2 separate regions of the Callithrix jacchus genome follow, and region 1 is linked to region 2. The links are chromatin contacts, called in public Hi-C maps. All regions are on one chromosome and are shown on one strand. The core of a region is the stretch at or near the end of the contact, and the rest is flanking DNA. Distances in the headings are between cores, read along the strand shown.

Evidence for each region. A called contact is a pair of places that touch in the nucleus more often than the background predicts.
Region 1: a contact with region 2 is called in a Hi-C map of induced pluripotent stem cells, with 3 times the contacts expected there. The contact joins the promoter of RBM4B here to the promoter of NPAS4 in region 2. A contact is called at or near these places in 3 of 3 Hi-C or Micro-C datasets (induced pluripotent stem cells and skeletal muscle).

The regions. Positions count from the first base shown.
Region 1 is chr10:123,756,761-123,762,074 of calJac240_pri, reverse strand. RBM4B (RNA binding motif protein 4B) reads left to right here and starts at 3,392. Exons shown (of 5, transcript XR_013523516.1): 1 at 3,392-3,510; 2 at 4,178-4,601. It overlaps RBM4 (RNA binding motif protein 4), which reads right to left. Exons shown (of 5, transcript XR_013523512.1): 2 at 175-286.
Region 2 is chr10:123,494,679-123,499,937 of calJac240_pri, reverse strand. NPAS4 (neuronal PAS domain protein 4) reads right to left here and starts at 2,416. Exons shown (of 7, transcript XM_078341467.1): 1 at 2,095-2,416; 2 at 1,188-1,339; 3 at 906-1,008; 4 at 525-786. The coding sequence starts at 696.

The DNA of each region.
Region 1 (5,314 bases), core at 2,143-4,642, 260 kb before region 2:
ACAAAAGTTCAAAAGCAAGCCAGGTACAGTGGCCCATACCTGTAATCCCAGCACTTTGGGAGGTAAGATGGAGGATCACAAGCTCAGAAATTCAAGACCAGCCTAAGCAACACAGCAAAACCCCATTTCTACAGAGATAAATTTTTTAAATTAGCTGGGCATAGTGGAACCCACCTGTAGTCCCAGCTACTTGGGAGGCTGAGGAGGAAGGATTGCTTGAGCCCCAGAAGTCGAGGCCGCACTGAGCCATGATCACACCCCACTGCACTCCTGCCTGGGCAACAGGCTATTAAAAAAAAAAACAAAAGCACAGCTTTAAGATAGAAATTAATTTCATTGCCTAAAAAAAAAAGGATTTCTGTTCAATGAGGGACACCATGGATAAAGTTAATAATTAGTGGAATGAGATATGATATTTGAGACCAGTAAGAGATTAACATCTAGCATATACAAAAAAAGCCCTAAAAATCAACAACAAAAAGGATCCTGCAACCTGAAAACAACAATGGGCAAAAGATATGAACAGGAAATTTACAGAAGCACAAACTTGAAAATTCAAGAGGCCACCTGTAACCCTAGTATACTGGAAGTGGGAGGATCACTTGGGGCCAGGTGTATGACTAGCCCAGGCAGCATCGTGAGACCTCGTCTCTACCAAAAACAAAAAAATTAGCTGGGCATATAATCCTAGCTACTTGGGAGGCTGAGGGCTGTGGGCTTCAGCATCCTGAAGCAGGAGGATCATTTGGACCCAGGAGCTGAAGGCTGCAGTAAGCTGATTGTGCCACTGCACTCCAGCCTGCATGACAGTGCAAGACCTTTTCTAAAAAAAAGGTCAGGTGTGGTGGCTCACGCCTGTAAGCAATCCCAGCACCACTTTGGGAGGCTGAGACGGGTGGATCACGAGGTCAAGAGATCGAGACCATCCTGGTCAACATGGTGAAACCCCGTCTCTACTAACAATACAAAAAATTAGATGGGCATGGTGGTGCGTGCCTGTAGTCCCAGCTACTCAGGAGGCTGAGGCAGGAGAATTGCCTGAACCCAGGAGGCAGAGGTTGCAGTGAGCCGAGATCACACCATTGCACTCCAGCCTGGGTAACAAGAGCGAACTCTGTCTCAAAAAAAAAAAAAAAAGTATAATATATGATTGTACACCACGGAGTACTGCGTTACTCACTAGTTAGCTATCATGAAGCAACACAGCCCTTAGTAAAAAAACAGTAAGGCACAATGAGCTGTACAACTCAAAAAACACTATTTACATAATTTATGCAAATGTACCACGTTTAAGTCGAGATTAGAAGAAATCAACTGTAAAAAGACATTTGTAACAATCCAGGAGAATTCTGAGCATGAACATTAGATGATATTAACATAGGATAGTGCTATTTTAAATTAGAAGCACATAAGCCAGGTGCAGTGGCTCACACCTGTAATCCCAGCATTTTGTGAGGCTAAAGTGGAAACATCTTGAGCCCAGAAGTTTGAGACCAGTCTGGCAACATAATGAGACACCCCCAAAAAATCTCTACAAAAATTTTTTAAAAATTAGCTGGATGTGGTGGCCCATGCCTGTGGTCCCAGCTGCTCCAGAGGCTGCGGTGAAAGGATTACTTGTGCCCAGGAAGTCGAGGCTACAGTGAGCCATAATGGTGTTACTGCACTCCAACCTGGGTGACAAAGTGACACACTGACTCAAAAATAATAGTTAAGGGCCAGGCACAGTGGCTTACACCTGTAATCCCAGCAGTGTGAGATGCCAAGGTAGGTGGATCACTTGAGGTCAGGAGTTCAACACCAGCCTGGCCAACATGGTGGAACCCCGTCTCTACTAAAAATACAAAAATTAGCCAGATGTGGTGGTGCATGCCTGTAGTCCCAGCTACTTGGGAGGCTGAGTCAGGAAAATGGTTTGAACCTGGGAAGCGCCCATTACCGTAAACTGAGATCTCCCCACTGCCCTCCAGCCTGGGTGACACAGCAAGACTCTGTCTTTTAAAAAATAAAAATAAAATTGGAAGGACAGTGCCTTTTCTGAAATGGCTGAGAAACAAAAAACTCAGGGAAAGAACATATTCAAGTAGCTGGGGTGGAAGCAGGCAGCCTGGGGAATGTGTGCCTGATAATATCAGAGAAACCGTTATGGAGCCACTACAATGGGGAATGGTGACTGACAATCTCTCTGGCAGGCTCTACTAGGAGATAAACCCAATTCATCAATCTCCATAAACTGCTATGCTTTGTTGGAGGGTGACAGTGGGGAATCCGCCTGACTTTTTATTTTTTTGATACCGAGTCTCGCTCTGTGACGCAGGCTGGTGTGCAGTGGCACGATCTCGGCTCACTGCAACTTCCGCCTCCCAGGTTCCAACGATTCTCCTGCCTCAGACTCCCAAGTAGCTGAGATTACAGGCGCGCGCCACCACGCCCAACTAATTTTTGTATTTTTAGTAGCGACGCGGGGGCGGGGGGTGGGTCACCATACTGGCCAAGCTGGTCTTGAACTCCTGACCTCGTGATCCGCCCGCCTCCGCCTCCCAAAGCGCTGGGGTTACAGTCGCGGACCACTGCACCCGGCCGGTCTAAACTTCTTTTTACCGCCAGGAGGTGCCCTTGGACCACAGGTGAATTTTGAATGCTCGAGTATGTCGGGAAACTCACAGTTACATACATTTCCAGCTTGGCGTGGACGAGGAGACCCTGTCCCACCCCAAAACTGGGACCTCACTGGGCCTCTCCACCAAATATTCCTCTATTGTGCTCACCACAGGCCAGGACTGTGACGGACACACAATGAGAGAGAGAACCAGCCCACGGATACTCATGAGCAAACAAAACATGGCTAAGCGTAGCCTGGGTAGCAATGCCAGGTTATCTTTCTGTCCCTTGGTTCTCAGTTTCCGTACCTAAATAACACGTCTGCAATAAAAACTTTAATGTTTAAAGCTCTACAAAACAATGACTAGTTTTGCTTAAAATGTGGCGCGCCTGTTGTTTCTGAAATGTTGCCCCAAGCTGCACAAAGGCCGGAAAGCCCGTTACGAAAGCCCCTTTTTAGGGCACTCGGAGAGATTACCCTTTGTCATCAGCACCCCGCCCCCTCACAGAGCCCAATAACGCGACCCATTGTGATGGCGAGTGACTCCCTAGGGCCTCCACTTCTCTAGGCAGTGGTGGCGTCCAGAGCTCTTCTGACGGCAGGAGTGGCGACCACTTCCAGGGTAGTGATTGGCTGGCTGGGGCTGAGGGCGGGCTGACCTCCACGGAGCCGCAACGCCTCCAGCGGGCCCCGCCCCCGTGCTGCGTGGTCATTTGTATTCAGCTTCAGGATTGGCCACTTGGGTCCCGCGAGGTGAAGCGGAAGGAAGCAGTGCGCACTTGCGCGTGCGTGAGCTGGCGCGCGAGAAAGGGCCCGGTAGCGTCGAGGCTCGAGCGGCCGTCGCCATTTTATAGGGTTAGCTTTGACGCGGGAGCCGCCGCCGCCGCCGCCGCCGCCGCCACCCGGAGGTGCGAGAGGTTCTTGTGTGTGCGATGTGGAGAGCCTGGGGACGGGCTGGGCCAGACCTCCGGGAGACAGTATGGTCCGGATTTGGGTTTCACGTTTTGCTGCGGGAAGTCCTGGACGACAACGGGAGGAGGCGGGGCCGGGTCTCCGGAAGGAGGCGGGGCAGGGGTCGGGTCGAGTCTTTGTTGGGGCGAAGGAGCTGGAGGTTGGGCCGCTGGGGGGCGGGTAGTTAGTCCCGGTTTGGGGGAAAGGGGACTTCTTTCTTTTTAGGGTATCTTGAAAGGTGCTAGCGCACGTAGGAGAGGTACGAAGATTTCCCTCCAAAACCTTATTAGCAGGCTCACTGCGATAACTGTTCCTTGCTTTTGCTTGGGCGTTTCTCTTTCCTCATTTTAAGACATGGAACAGCTAATTCTGGTATTTACGCTCCATTTCACGGAGATGATAGACTGCCCTGTGCACGCTGACCCTTGACCGGCTGTTTGCATGTCACACATAGCGCGCACTCCTCAAGAACAAACCGCCCTTCCTCTATTGAGGAAGAATAGCGAATGTCTATGTGAGGGTCTTGAAGGTGCCGGAACTTTGGAGGATTAGACGAAAATGCTGCACTGCACCGAAATTTCCCACCACACCCCTGATTTTTGAAATCTTGTTTTTCTCTCCCAGGCTCTTGTCAGGATGGTGAAGCTGTTCATCGGAAACCTGCCCCGGGAGGCCACAGAGCAGGAGATCCGCTCTCTTTTCGAGCAGTATGGGAAGGTGCTGGAATGTGACATCATTAAGAATTACGGCTTTGTGCACATAGAAGACAAGACAGCAGCCGAGGATGCCATACGCAACCTGCACCATTACAAGCTTCATGGGGTGAACATCAACGTGGAAGCCAGCAAGAATAAGAGCAAAGCTTCAACCAAGTTACACGTGGGTAACATCAGCCCCACTTGTACCAACCAAGAGCTTCGAGCCAAGTTTGAGGAGTATGGTCCGGTCATCGAATGTGACATCGTGAAAGATTATGCCTTCGTACACATGGAGCGGGCAGAGGATGCAGTGGAGGCCATCAGGGGCCTTGACAACACAGAGTTTCAAGGTGAATTGCTCTGGGGCCTGGGTAGTAGAGCCGTGTGGGTATAGCTTGAGACAGGCAAGAACACAAGACTATGGGAGTGTCAGGGTGGTTTCTTCCATTATGTTTTAGCTGGAAATAACAGATGATGTTTACCTCTGTTCAGCATAATTTACTCCTGGGGAAGCAAACGCTTCGCGATTTTAGGTTTGCTAAGACATAGGAACACAAATTGTAGGTTACTTTATCCTGCGGGATTCTTGCATTCATTTGAGTGCTGTTGGAAGTGTAATCTGCCTGGGGAGGTAGTACCTTATGAGAGAAGGAAAGATCAAGGTCCATGGGTTACCTGCTTCTTTGGTTATGATCAGGAGGCCTTATATTTGAGGGTTTAAATGCTTAAGATTTATGTTCTTTACTGCCTTAGGCGATGAATACTTGTGGGAAAGAAGTAAAAAGGTATCTAGAAGAAACCCTATATCATAAATCTGGGTGGCGAGTCTGATCGGATCTGAGAGGTATCTTTGGTTGCTCAAATTTGTGCCGTCTATTCAAGCAGAGTCAAAAAACATGCCATGGAGTGTTCTGCTCCACCTACTATTACTTAACCCTAAGAAAAACAAGGAAATTTCCAAATACATCACACTGAATGAGAATGATGGTCCCACTTGTGAAGAAATTCCAGTAAAACATCCTATAGCATATCATATTATTTATTCCGATAATAAAGGTATGTA
Region 2 (5,259 bases), core at 1,167-3,666:
ACTACCCTCACCTGCACCACTCAGCTCTCTACCTTGACCTCACCACTCAGAGTCCCCCAGTTCTGCTTCGATTATTGCCTTGAATCCTCACCCTCATGTTCACCCTATAGCATCCAAAACTGTTGGCTTCTGTTATCTCCCCAGCATCACTCTTGACTACAGCTCATTCTTTGTCTGGTCTCCCATGCCTTTCTCAGCTTGTTCTCTTGTCCCCAGCCTCTCTGGACACTCACACAGGCGGTAGTGTTGAGCAGAAGCGTGGGCCAGGTCCTCGGGGTGCAGCAGTCCATACCATGATTTACAAAGCAGTTCACTGCGCTCAAAGCCCAGGTAGATTAGGACACTGGGAAGGTGGAAAGGGTGAGGTCAGCTTTCTGTTTTCCTTGCTTGATACCCATGCATCTCACTCCCTCCCAGATCCTCTGCCCCCCTAAACCCCATCCTCCCTGCCCCTGACTCCAGAATCTAGGGTCCCCTCATCTCTGGCCTGCCTTTGTCTTGGAATCTGAACACTCCAGGCTTACCTCTCAGAGATGTCCAGTAGGGCCAGGTCTTTAGCATGACGGCTCTGGAACATGGCCAGGAAGAGTGAGGCAGGACCAGGGCCAGGGCCAGGGCGGGGTCTCGGCTCCAGTGGGGCACAGAAAGCTGTGAACACGGGGTTTCCTGCCCAGTAGGCCCCAGGTGGGTGAGCATGGAATCGGCCTCGAATAAGCACTAGTTTGTTGCCTGCACTCTGGCGCCTGAGGGACTTGGAGGTGTTGAAGCGGCAGCGGAAGAGGCGATCTAGATGGGTGAAGAAAAAAACCGATAAGAGGGTGAGTGGCTGAGCTAGACAGTGGATGCAGGGGAGAAGGGAAGCAAGTGGGAAAACTGGACCGAGGAGGGAAGAAGGGAGTCCTTACCAGTGTCCAGGGCAGAGGGCAGAGTGAGTTGCTGGCGCACAGTGAGGTGGTCAGCTGGGTCAATGATGTCGTAGATGCTGTCACCCTGGGCAACTAGGTCCACCTGGAGAAAGGAAAAGAAGAGATGACCATTAGTGAGAACAGCGGGAGCCAATCTTTGATCTATGGTATCTTGCAGGGTATAACCTCTTCCTCCATAGTAATTCCCAGTTCCTCAGGAGTGGAAGGCTCATGGTGCCCCCTTCATGCCCAGCCTCAGCTGAAATGACCCTCAGCACTCACCATGGAGTGGCCCAGATGCTCGCTCACACTCTCAGACAGGTAGAGCAACTTCCCCTCGGCTGTGAACACAAGCAGAAAGCCAGGTAGTGCCGCTACGATGTCCTCAAGCTCCTGAGCTGAGAGAAGCCCCGTGGGGCCTGCCAGAGGAGTGCCTGTAGGGCGAGAAGACATGGTGAGTCAGGAGTAAGACTGGGAGGCAAAGCAGAAGTGAGGAAGGCATGGCCTGAGTTTCAGAGAATCCAGAGGAATTTCTTATGGACCTGCCTCTGCAAACACCTGTTGACCCGCTGCCCGCAGCTCTTGGCCAGGGAACCTGTTGCTGTATCTCCATAGCCCGCAAGCCCTCGACTTCTAAACGGGGTCGGCGCCTCCTCGGCTCTAAATTTCTGAACCGTGGACAGAGCTCCCAAGGGGCTCTGAATCTCAGAACCGCGGACAGAGTTCCAAAGCGGACTGTGGGTTCAGAACCGTGGACAGCTCCCTGCTCGGCCGAAGCGGCCGTCAGCACCACAGGCAGCACCCCACGAAGGCGACAGGAAATCCCTTTCAGCACCGCGGACAGGGCTACGCTTCCCTAGACTCAGGCCGCTCCATCCCTGCAACTTCCCGGGCTTCCCTCCCCAGCTCCCCGAGCGCCTCTGCACCGGCGGGCCCCGAGGCCGCTCTGTCCTGTCTCTTCTCCGCTCCTCTAAGGCCCCCGGTGTTAGAGATACCTTCCAGGCTCTCTAACTCTCATTCAGAACTAAGGTGAGGTTTGGAGGGAGCTCAGGAGGAAAAATAGACAGTCCCGAATCTCCCCAGCTCGCCAGCACGCTGCCCTAGACATGCAGCAGCCCCAGCGGGTTCCCCAGATCCAGGGTCTCCGGCTCCCGGCAGCTCGGATCTCCGGTAGTCCCAGCATGCTCACCTCCAGAGAAGAAGACGCCCTTGCGAGTGTAGATGCAGGCGAGGCTCATGATGTGCAGGTAGGACAGCCGGACCTTGTCCGCTTCGGCCAGCGGCAGCAGCTCCTTGAGGTTCCGGATCTCGGCGTTGATCTGGTCCCGGCGCGCCTTGGAGGCGCCCTTGGTGGAGCGGTACATGACCGGCGGCTGCGGAGCTTCCTGCTCGGGTGCCCGAGCACCTGCGCTCCGGTCCCGACGCACCGGCGGCTTCCTCCTCCGTGCTTCCCCGTCTCTCGCTCAGGCTCGCTTTCTGCTCTCCTGGGCTCCGCTCGGCTGCGCTGCCCCCCTCGCCTGCCTCACGCCTCCTTATATAGCTCCTGCCAGGCGTGGGGGGCTCGTTTTAGAGCTGGGGGGCGGGAGAGCGGGAGGCTGGGCTAAGCGAGCTGCAGCGGGAGCCGCTGACTGGGGAGGGGGGCTCCTCCTCCCGCCCGGCTTCCGACGTCATCCCATGACGTAGAATGAGAGCGGGAGGGGGGCGAGCGAGGGGGGAGCAGGAGGCTGCAGAGGGGGCCGAGCCTGGCGGGAGCTGAGCGGAGAGGCAGGCGCCGCGTTAGGAAAGCTTGAATGGGGTGTGGGGACCCAGGCGTCCGAACGCTTTCAGTTGAGGGAAGCGACAGGGCCAGGGTTAGGGCGGCCTGAAGCCCCCGGCAGGAGTCTGCAGAGGGCAGAGAGGGGCCGGCACTGACACTAATTTTTCTGAGGAGTTGAGGGAATAGGGAGGAACAGGGCTGTCTACAAATCCCCCTCGTTACTTGCCAGACAAGGTCACGTTCACATGCAGGGAAGGAGGACTTTCCTTGGCCTCCGTGGGACAGGTCACAGCTGGGGTTCCTCTCTGGGGACTACTCAACCTGGGATTCCCTTGGCCATTTTCAGAAAAACAAATCCCCTCCCCCTCTCCTCAAACCGGGCTTTGGCGGTTTATCAGGGGTGTTCATGGGGGTCTAAGTCCCTAGGATGGGTGGAAAGGGGGTCCGGTGGGAAGGGACCAGCTGAGTTTGGCGCTGATCCTGTTTTCTCACAGCCACGTATAGAAAGCAACACCAGCGCTAGGCTGCAGTGATTCTTGGTTTCCCTGTCAGCTAATTAACCTTAGCTGCTGAAGGGGGAAACTGAGGCAGGGACGCAGGGGACAGCGAGGACCTGGATCTGCACTTAGGCATCCCTTCCCCCCTCCCCCACCCCGTTACTGGCCCCCAGGCGAGCGCTTCCCCCCGCCCTGCTGCCAGCCTCGGTCTCCCCGCGGGCCGGGGGCGGGGGCGGGGCCGGGGGAATCCCAGCTCCATATTAGGACAGGAATCCTCCGGCGGCTGCCGCGGCTGCGGCGGCGGCGGGCGGGGCCTGACTGCCTCCGCACAGCTCCGGAGGGCTCCCCGCCCTGCCTAGGCGGGCAAGATGGGGGAGCAGCCGAGAAGCGAGGGGCCGCGCCGGACCCTCCGTGACCCCTGCAGCTACCGGGGACCCTGTAACTTCGCCAGGCTCCCTCTACCTCTCTCCACATCTGTGGCGCTAGGGTTGCTGGCTCTGCCTCTCCACCTTCAACTCTCCATCTCTCACCTTCGTTTCTTTTTCTCCTAGCGTGCTTGGTGGTGGGCTCAGCTTAGTGCCCCGGCCCCTGAAGATTCCCCTTTCTTTCTTCTCCGTATCCTGTCACTTTTGCCCTATCCGATACTCCCCCTTCTTTCTCTTTTCACCACAGACGATTGCTTTCTACAGGGGCGAGGAGATGCTGTTCTTACCTGGGGATTCAATAATGCAAGAAGCAAGTGGGCTAGCGAATGTTCTTATCTGAAATCTCATCTGATGGAGTAGCTGTGTGTGCATGGAATCACTTAAGGGGCTGGAAATCAGGCCACTTAAAAATTGGGGTTGTGGGACTGGGAAGTCCCAGTCACACAGGAAGCCTGGAGATGAACCCTGACATCCAAAAGGACAGTTTGAGACCAGGGAATTCCCCACTCCTCGTGGAAAGGGGTGGTAGCACGAGAGGTAGAGTGGGAGGAGAGGCAGTCGAGGAGACATATGTCTTAGAAGAGGGGTACAAAGCTATGGAGACCCTATCCTGGTATCTCATGCATTTGGCAGAGGTTGGGGCCATCCTGCGGTAAGCATCACAACTGAAGTGGAGGGAATGGTGTCCATGTGTCTGTCTGCCACTGTCTGTAATACTATTGACCCGGATGACAGAGAGATGGTTCCTTCTGGACATGGGTGTGTGTTGCTTCTTTCATTTCGATCTGACCTCTGATGTGCCCATCCATGCCTCTCTCAAGCTTCTATTTGAACAACCCCTTGATCTTTGGGTCCCCTTCTGTATGAAATTCCAGGGGAATTGTTCCGTGTTCTTCACCCACTGATGCTAAAGCTGCCTGGGAGACATTCTGAGTGTCCTTCTCCACAATCAGAGGAGTCTACTGGGTGGGTCTTGGCCTCCAAAAATCTGAGCGCATCTGCGCTGAAGGAATGGGGCTCTGGCAGCTGTCCGTGGTGCTGAAAGAGTCACCATGGAAGTGAGATAGGTTACAGTTTGCCTGGGACATCAAGGTAGGTCTTGGGTCCCCACAGGCCTCAGAGTGAGCCTCCCCTTTGACTGTCCACTTATTCTCTGTGGATGAATGTGAGGGGGCTTGCGGGGGGCCAAGATTCCTGGGCTCTAGTAGGAGTGAAGTAAGCAAGAGAGGAAAACTGGGCTCAAGGGAAGAGCCGCTGGCTTTTTCCAGAATGGAATAGAAAGAAGCACTTTGGAAGGGAAGAAGGGTCTAGAAAGGGACAAGGGAGGGGGTAGAGAAGAGCTCATCCTAGTTCGCCCACTCTGATTCAAGTTGAGAAGCTCTATATGCCCCGATGTCTCCTCTCCCTAGGCCAGCTCCCACTCCCCTTGCCTCCCACCTCCATGAAGCTATTTTTAACTGTGCAGAACCAAAAATAGCTTGGCAGCAGCTTCAGGCCGTGGGAGAGGAGCTATTTATATCACCAGTGACGGTTCCGAAATAGCAAGCAGGAGGAGGGGGGTGGCTGGCACACTAGAGAGCTCCTGGCCGCTGCTAAAAATACTGGCAGTGTGAGTCATCCTGGCCTGGCTGAGTCACCCCACTCTCTCCCCCAAGTGGCAGGCAGCAGCAGCAGAA